Linked DNA regions of Mus musculus: region 2 is linked to region 1. Evidence: chromatin contacts called from public promoter capture Hi-C data. All regions are on one chromosome and are shown on one strand. The core of a region is the stretch at or near the end of the contact, and the rest is flanking DNA. Distances in the headings are between cores, read along the strand shown. Region 1 holds the start of Dctn1 (dynactin 1). Region 2 holds the start of Slc4a5 (solute carrier family 4, sodium bicarbonate cotransporter, member 5).

What was found. Capture Hi-C pulls out chosen DNA fragments and counts their contacts.
Region 2: a contact with region 1 is called in a promoter capture Hi-C map of pancreatic islet. The contact joins the promoter of Slc4a5 here to the promoter of Dctn1 in region 1. A contact is called at or near these places in 4 of 39 promoter capture datasets (the HPC-7 cell line, cranial neural crest, epiblast stem cells and 1 more), 1 of 115 datasets of contacts at active chromatin or transcription factors (embryonic stem cells) and 4 of 9 other capture datasets (adipose tissue, liver, macrophages and 1 more).

Annotation. Positions count from the first base shown.
Region 1 is chr6:83,177,615-83,181,467 of GRCm38.p6, forward strand. Dctn1 (dynactin 1) reads left to right here and starts at 1,975. Exons shown (of 32, transcript NM_007835.2): 1 at 1,975-2,291. The coding sequence starts at 2,259.
Region 2 is chr6:83,235,907-83,239,325 of GRCm38.p6, forward strand. Slc4a5 (solute carrier family 4, sodium bicarbonate cotransporter, member 5) reads left to right here and starts at 1,469. Exons shown (of 25, transcript NM_001166067.1): 1 at 1,469-1,856.

The sequences.
Region 1 (3,853 bases), core at 725-3,224:
TAGGGAGGTCGGAGGAGTCAGATCCCCAGAGCCACCTGATGTGGGTGCTGGGAACCAAACTCAGGTCCTCAGACATAGGAGCTGGACATGTACTTAACAGCTTAGCCATCTCTCTAGTCCTTATTTTTATTTTTAAAAAGGATTTATTTTAAAGTAAGTGTGTGTGTGTGTGTGTGTGTGTGTGTACACACATAAATAGAGGTTCCTGCAGCAGTCAGAGGCATCTCATCTTGAGCTGGAGTTACAAGTAGTTGTGAGTGGCACAGCATGGCTGCAGGTAACCATGGTAACAGAGTAAACTCAGGTCCTTTGCAAGAAGAGCAAGACCTTTTAGCCACTGAGCCATCTCTCCAACCCCTGTCCTAAATATTTTATTTTTTAAGTTTTATTTTATGGTGTATGGGTGTTTTGCCTGCATGTATGTCTGTGTAGCATGTGTGTACCATGCCCTTGGAGTTTAGAAAAGGGTAATAGATCCCCTAGGACTGGAATTAAAGGCACTTGTGAACCTCTATGTAGGTGCTGGGATGAACCTATGGTTTTTTTTTTTTTTTTTTAAATGGTTTTTTCGAGACAGGGTTTCTCTGTATAGCTCTGGCTGTCCTGGAACTCACTTTGTAGACCAGGCTGGCCTCGAACTCAGAAATCCGCCTGCCTCTGCTTCCCAAGTGCTGGGATTAAAGGTGTGTGCCACCATGCCTGGCAAATCTATGTTTTCTGCAAAAGCAACCAGTGTTCTTAATTGCTGAGCCATCTCTCTAGCCCCCGTTTCTGTTCTACCCACTGAGCAATCTGCCGAGCCCTAACGTGATGTTTTGAAATGTGTTCTGTAGGCACTCTGAGTGGGTTTAGTACGATTGTCTGGGCTGGGGTGGATATGAAGGCAGAGCAACCTGGACACTGCGGGGGAAGCAGAGGTGGGGTCCTGATGGTTCTGGGCAGAAGTAAGGCACAGAGACTGTTTTGGTTGAGAGGTTAATCTAGCATATAAAGGGACTGGCTTCATTATGGTGTTCTTCCAGGTGGGCATCACCTAACAGAACTGCTTTGTGGCATTATCCTGTGTTAGGCAAGTGTGCAGAGTGGCAGAAATTGCAGTCTTGTCAGTGAAGGAAGACAAGTGTATTCAGGGACTAGGTCCACATTACAGCCAGGGGATCCAGTGGTTAGACCCCAGGCCCTTTGCTTAAGGGGTAAGACCTTAGGCATTGACCTGTGAATAATAAATGAGGTAGCATGTGGAAACCTTTGACTAGAATAAGTAGTTTCATTAAATTAACACCATCTGTTTTAAAATTATGAAGGTAATATAACATAACTAAGGAAGCTTGTGAAGTACACAACTATAAAAAATAAGTTGGCTTGTTGAGTCTGATGTTAGAAGACAAGGCCAAGGGTAAAAGAGATGAGGACCTGGGTAAAGTGGACTTGGGCCAAGGGGACAGTGAGGTGCTTAGCTTTTGAAAACTACCTTTAATAATCCCATTGAATGTGATATCTTGGGGATCAGAGCCTGCCTGACACAGGCAGAGGAGGGAGTGACTGTGGGGACCTCTGCTGTTGCAGGGGTGGGGAGCTGGGTACTCATGGCTTTCTCTGGGTGAGCAGGCTTCTAGCTCTGCCCCTCCTGTTTATCTGGCCCAGTGTAAGACAGAGATCGAGACCCTCGTCGTGTGGAGTCCAGACATCTTTCTGGTAGGGTGACACAGAAAAGCAGCAGAAGGGACTAGAAGGCCTGTGAAAGCAGTTTGATGAAGTGCTGATCATTTTGAAGTGGCACTTGATGCTTGGGGACCTGCTGAAGCCTCACTCACTGGGACTGGGGGCAGTGATAGTGAGGGGTACAGGTGGGGAAGAAGTGTCACCTCCAGAACCCTGCCTGCACTCTGGTGCTGAGGATTTCTTGCCTACCCATCCCTGGGTTCGTGTGAAGGAGGGGAGCACTAGGACCCAGAGGCCAGCATGCTTCCTGACAGTCTAGAGCAGCACTAGCGCAGAGTGAGACTCATCAGCTGGCAAGCGGGGCTCAGTGTCTCTGGGTTCAGGAATCCTTGGGCAGTAGAAGGGACTTACTCCTCAGCCCCATCACTGCTCCTGCCCCTCCAGAGGGAGGACCATGGACGGAGGGAGGTCCGTGGCTAACGGCTTCTGAGCCGTCCGTCCATGCAGGCCCATCACCCTGACCCCTCCTGCCTAGGTTTCTGCCTTTTCTCTGTCTTTGGCTAGCTGGGGGAGGGGGTAGAGTCCGGGTGAGCAACATGGCCCAGAGCAGGAGGCACATGTCCAGTCGGGTAAGTGGCCCCAGTCAATATGGGATGGCCCTGGGAGGGCTGCTGGACCAGGCCGGGTGCCTGTGGACATCACTTGTGTGGGGGCTGGGGAGGCAGGCTGGCTCTCAGCTGAGGTACTCACACACTGGGCTTCTGAGGAGCCTTCAGAGCGCTGACAGGGGCAGGCTGGACAAGGTACCCCACCCACCCACCCAGTTGGGTCCTAACTGGGGCCCAACTAGACTTGACCTCTGACTCCAGCTGGCTCTGAGGCCAGGGATTTCTGAGGGGTCCAGTCTGTCTTTGACTGGCCTGGGGGTCAGAAGGCCTAGCTGTGAGGCTCTTTTCAGATGCCCTGCTATCTGCCTCTGCTCTCTCCTCTGTGAGGTTAGATTTGCATCCACTGTTAGAGCCACCTGACTCCGAGAGGCGTGTTGGGAGGTGTGGGAGGGTCTTTTCTGAGTTTGTGTCCAGCCTTGATATCATTGGCAGTTTCCTTTATTGTCAGGCCCATGAGCTCTTCATTGTCCCTGGTATAGTTTGAGGTCCCCACATCCCTAGGAGCTCTGTCCTTACCTTACTGGTGGGGCTTTGTGAAGAGAGGGGCTAGGGAATGACAGCTGGGAAGGGTTTGACTTCCCAGGCTCTGGCAGGGCTCCTTTCTGAAGCTAACTGTGGTGTGTGTGTGTGTGTTTGGGGGGTATCAGGAAAGACCCCTCCCCCGAGCCTTTAGGTCCACGGGGGTCACATTTTCTTGCCTTATTTATTTGCTACAATCTCTCTGGTTCATGGAACAGCTATTGCTAAAAATGGCTTAGGTGTGATTTTCTTCCAAATCGTGGTCTGATCTGGGACCTAATTTCATGTGTTCTGTCATCACGGGTATGTAAGAATCTGGGTATGACCCAAGGACAGCGTTTTGTTTGTACCTTTGCCAACCCAGATGAACTACTGGGCAGGGTTTGAGGACAGTAAAGGGCTAACTTGAGGTATTTTGTTTATTTGTTTGTGCTCTTCATTTTATGACACCGTGGCCTGCAGGGTTTGGGGGAGAGCAGACAATAGGACATGGGCCCTGAGGAGGGTGCTGGTGAATGTGCTGTAGTCAACAGTCTAGCAGTGCCAGGTAGATATGGAGATGGACTGACAGCAATCATATCAGCAAGGCATGGTGGTGGCTGTGGCCCTGGAAAGAGGTGCAGTTCTGTCTTTCTGAGAAGTCTAGGTGGACGTGCTGATGCGTGCCAGTGAGCCCAGCATTCAGGGGGCTGGGGTAGGAGGGCTGCAAGTTTCAGACCAGCCTAGGGTGGTACTGAGATTCTGTTTCAAAGAACAGTGACAAAAATTTTAAAAGGCTCGTGTGCACGCACACACACACACACACTCAGGAAGAGGAGGAAGAGGAGGAGGAAGAAGAGGAAGGAGAGGAAGGAGGAAGAGAAGAAGAGGAGGAGGAGGAGGAGGAGGAGTGGAGGAGGGTGGAGGAGCTGGAGAAAGGCATTTGGTTTGAGTCCCAGGGAGACCGAGGACAGTGGAGAGAGCCACCACTGAGCTGCTAACTTTCTCAGCTCTGGTTCCTGGGA
Region 2 (3,419 bases), core at 219-2,718, 58 kb after region 1:
GTTTTTTTTTTTTTGAGACAGGGTTTCTCTGTGTAGTCCTGGCTGTCCTGGAGCTCGCTCTGTACACCAGGCTGGCCTCAAACTCAGAAATCTGCCTGCCTCTGCCTCCCAAGTGCTGGGATTAAAGGCGTGCGCTTTGAAATCTTTCTTTGGGTGTGGAGGTAGACCCTGCCTCTGACTTAGTGTGTCCTGTAGAGGGTGCTTCAGTAGGACTTAGTAGGACTCAGTAGGACCACACTCACAGTGGAGTGTAATCTATGAGGCCAGGACCCTCAGTGGGGACACTCCTGGGATGTCCACTGCTGGGGACTCTGTGATGGTAACTTTGCTTGGAGCTCCCCATGAACCTGATCATATTTCTGTTTCTTTACATGGGCAGAGTGGGAGCCAGGCATGGTGGTGCACACTTGTAATCCCTGAACTAGGAGTGTGATGCAGGAGGATGTCTCAGATTGGAGCTAGTTTTAGCTCAGTGAGTAGAGGGCTGGCCCAGCATAACAGAGGCCCCATTCAAGCCCCAGTGCTCTCTGATGATGTTGCGACAGCACCAGCACCCTGGCCTGTAATCTCAGACGCACCAGACTTCATCCTGTGTCTCAGACCCTGGAGGCCCATCTGGGCTGCACTTAACCCCCATCTCAAACAGACCCTGCTTGATCGTCTAACCTCAAGTATGACAATGTGGTCAGGGACCCGGGCATGGGACAGTATGTAGCCAGCTCTCCCCAGACAACTCACCTGCACCAGGGCTTTCTGAGGTGTCCACCAACTCCCCATTTTTATCTGTGAACTGAAGGTTTGCACTTCATCATCATCAAGCCCCCTCCCAATTCTAAGACTTCGGAACCGAGTTTGTAGTGCTGCCTCTGAGCCTCTGTGACCTCCGTTCAACCTTGCACATGGTAAGCACTTGTTGAGCCAAACCCCAGATTAGACATTTCTCAGAGAGCAAAGTAATTCCCCCATGGGGTTCATACATGCCCCCGAAGTGACCAGTTCCTGCTGTCCATGGGCTCCCAGAAAACATCCACTCAGTGACAACGCTTGTCATTTTGTCGTAGAAGTGGGTACAAACAGCAAATCCAGGAATTGGTTTAAAGTTGTGAAGAGAGCTAATCCAGCCCCATGCAACATTTTAAAGCCCACAGCAAGCACCACCCCCACCCCCCCAACAACAACAACCCAACCTCCACGCCCAACTCCCAGCGGTTGGTGAGGCTGTCCTGGCCAGGGCACCAGGCCTGCCAGGCTATTACAGACTGCTCACCTGCCACCAAAATCTCAAGATCTTAACGAGGCCCTAGGGGGGTTGTGTACAAATGCTACCTCCCAGCCCCAGCCTTTATAAGGAGCCTGAGAGGTGCCCTGCTCTACTGGAGCCTCCAGGTCTGTCCGGAAGGGCTCTAGGGGAGGGGGAGGGGCCCGCGGGGAGCGGGCGGGGGAGGGGCAGCTCTAGGTGTTCTCACACAGTCCTCAGCTGCCACCACCCTGCTGCTGAGGAGCACACAGGTCCCTGTTTGAGCTTCAGCGCTAAGCCTCCTCTCTCCATCATACCTCAGATTCCCCCGCCCCCTTTCTTTCTCATTTGCTGGTTTCTCCCAGGATTTCCACGAAATCACTCACACCCATCGCTATTTCTCTCGAGCCCCAATCCCCCACCTTCCCTCTCGTCCTTCTCCTGCCCTCCTCCTCCATGCCTCCCTTGCTGCTTAACTAGAAACAAAAGTGAGTTTGTTTTGTGGGGAAGAGGATACTGGAGGAGACCCACAGCCAGGGTAGCAGCCACAGAAGCAGGCTGGGGCCAGAGGCAGCACCAACCTCCGGAGACTCCAGCGCTCAGCTGTTCCAGGGAGCAGGTACTGCCCAGACAGGCTGGTGCTCGCTCGGATAGACCCCTACTCTGCCTGTGCTTTCTAATCTGCTATCTCTTAAGGATCTGTCCATTTATTTGCCTTCTCCTGGCCTTGAAGGATGTGGAAGATTGCAGATATACAAAATAGGGGACAGAGGTCTAAAGGATGGTATGGTCCTTGTTTTCAGAGAACTGTATGTGTGATTCTGATGTGACTGGGCTTGGGCACAGCAGAGCCAAGGATGCACTAGGCTAGGTCCAGATTGCTGGCGATGGTTTGAACCATATCACCAAACCCAAGCTTTAGGTAATGAAGAGCCACCCAAGGCTTTTCAGCTGGAAATCCACGAGAGCAAATCTACACTTGAGTTGCTATCGGGCTAGGGATGCAGCCCAGTGGTGGATTGCTTGCTAAGTGCAAACAGGTCCTGGGTCCCGTTCCCAGCAAGGCAAATCCAAAACTGAGCAGTAGCTAATAGACTGATCCCATAGGGAATTGGTTTGTTTCTTCAGAATCAAAGAGCCATAGTCATCTCCCAATTTGAAGGGAGAAAAGAGAAAACAATGAGGTTTTTGTTTGTTTGTTCTGTTTTAGGATGGTTGGTTATATATTTGTATATTTATTTATTTAGGAGATAGGATCTCTCTTTGTAGCCCTGGCTTTCTGGAAACTCACAATGTAGACCAAGCTGGCTTCAACCTCAAAGAGATCCCTTTGCATCTGCCTCCCAGGAGCTAGGATTAAAGGTGTATTGCCATAAAGGCACTATGCCTACACAAATTACCTTTTTTTAAAAAGAAATTTCCTTAAACTCAATAAGCCAGTGAAATAAGTTTAAAACAATAGAAACATTTCAAACTCAGATACATCTAGATCAGTGACGTTCATTGCGGGTCTATAACCACAGAAGTTACTAGCACTTTTTTCTGCTAAGAAAATCGTTTCTACCCTGTGTGGACAGGGTCCCCCTCAAAGAACGCTATGATTCTGGAAGTCCACTGCACAAGCTTGCTAGGAATATTTAAAGAGCGAACTCGGCTGCTGCCAGGCCATGGATGGGGTACCCAGAGGTGATGAGGCTGGGGAGGCAGCAGGGGCTGTTGGACGAGGTGCTGAGGACGGTGAGTGGAGGAAGGATCGGCCCCAAGGGTGGTGGGCAGCAGGGTACAGGCTAGCAGAGAGGAATCTAGTGGACTTCACACCTGCATGCCTTTATTTCCTCTCGGAAGTGGGCTAGAAGCCTAAGAAGTTTACTGAGAGGGACTAATGGTTGGGGCTGGCTCTGAGGGACACAGGAAGGGTGCAGACAAGGCCAAGCGGAAGGTTCCACGGCCAGAGGTTTTCTTCCATGAGTGCTGAGCCTGCATCCTGGGGTTGGTGGCGGTAAGAGGCAATAGGGCCATCTGTGGTCTAAGCCTTGTGACAGGTGTATCATGCTCACACGTAAGCGCTAACTGTGTGACTCATGTCCAGGTGGACTGTGTCTCCTACCTCTGGGACTCCAGGACACGTTCAACATGAAGATGATCGTGGTCCGTGGTGGGTCCTTGTCTGGGTGCTGTTGAA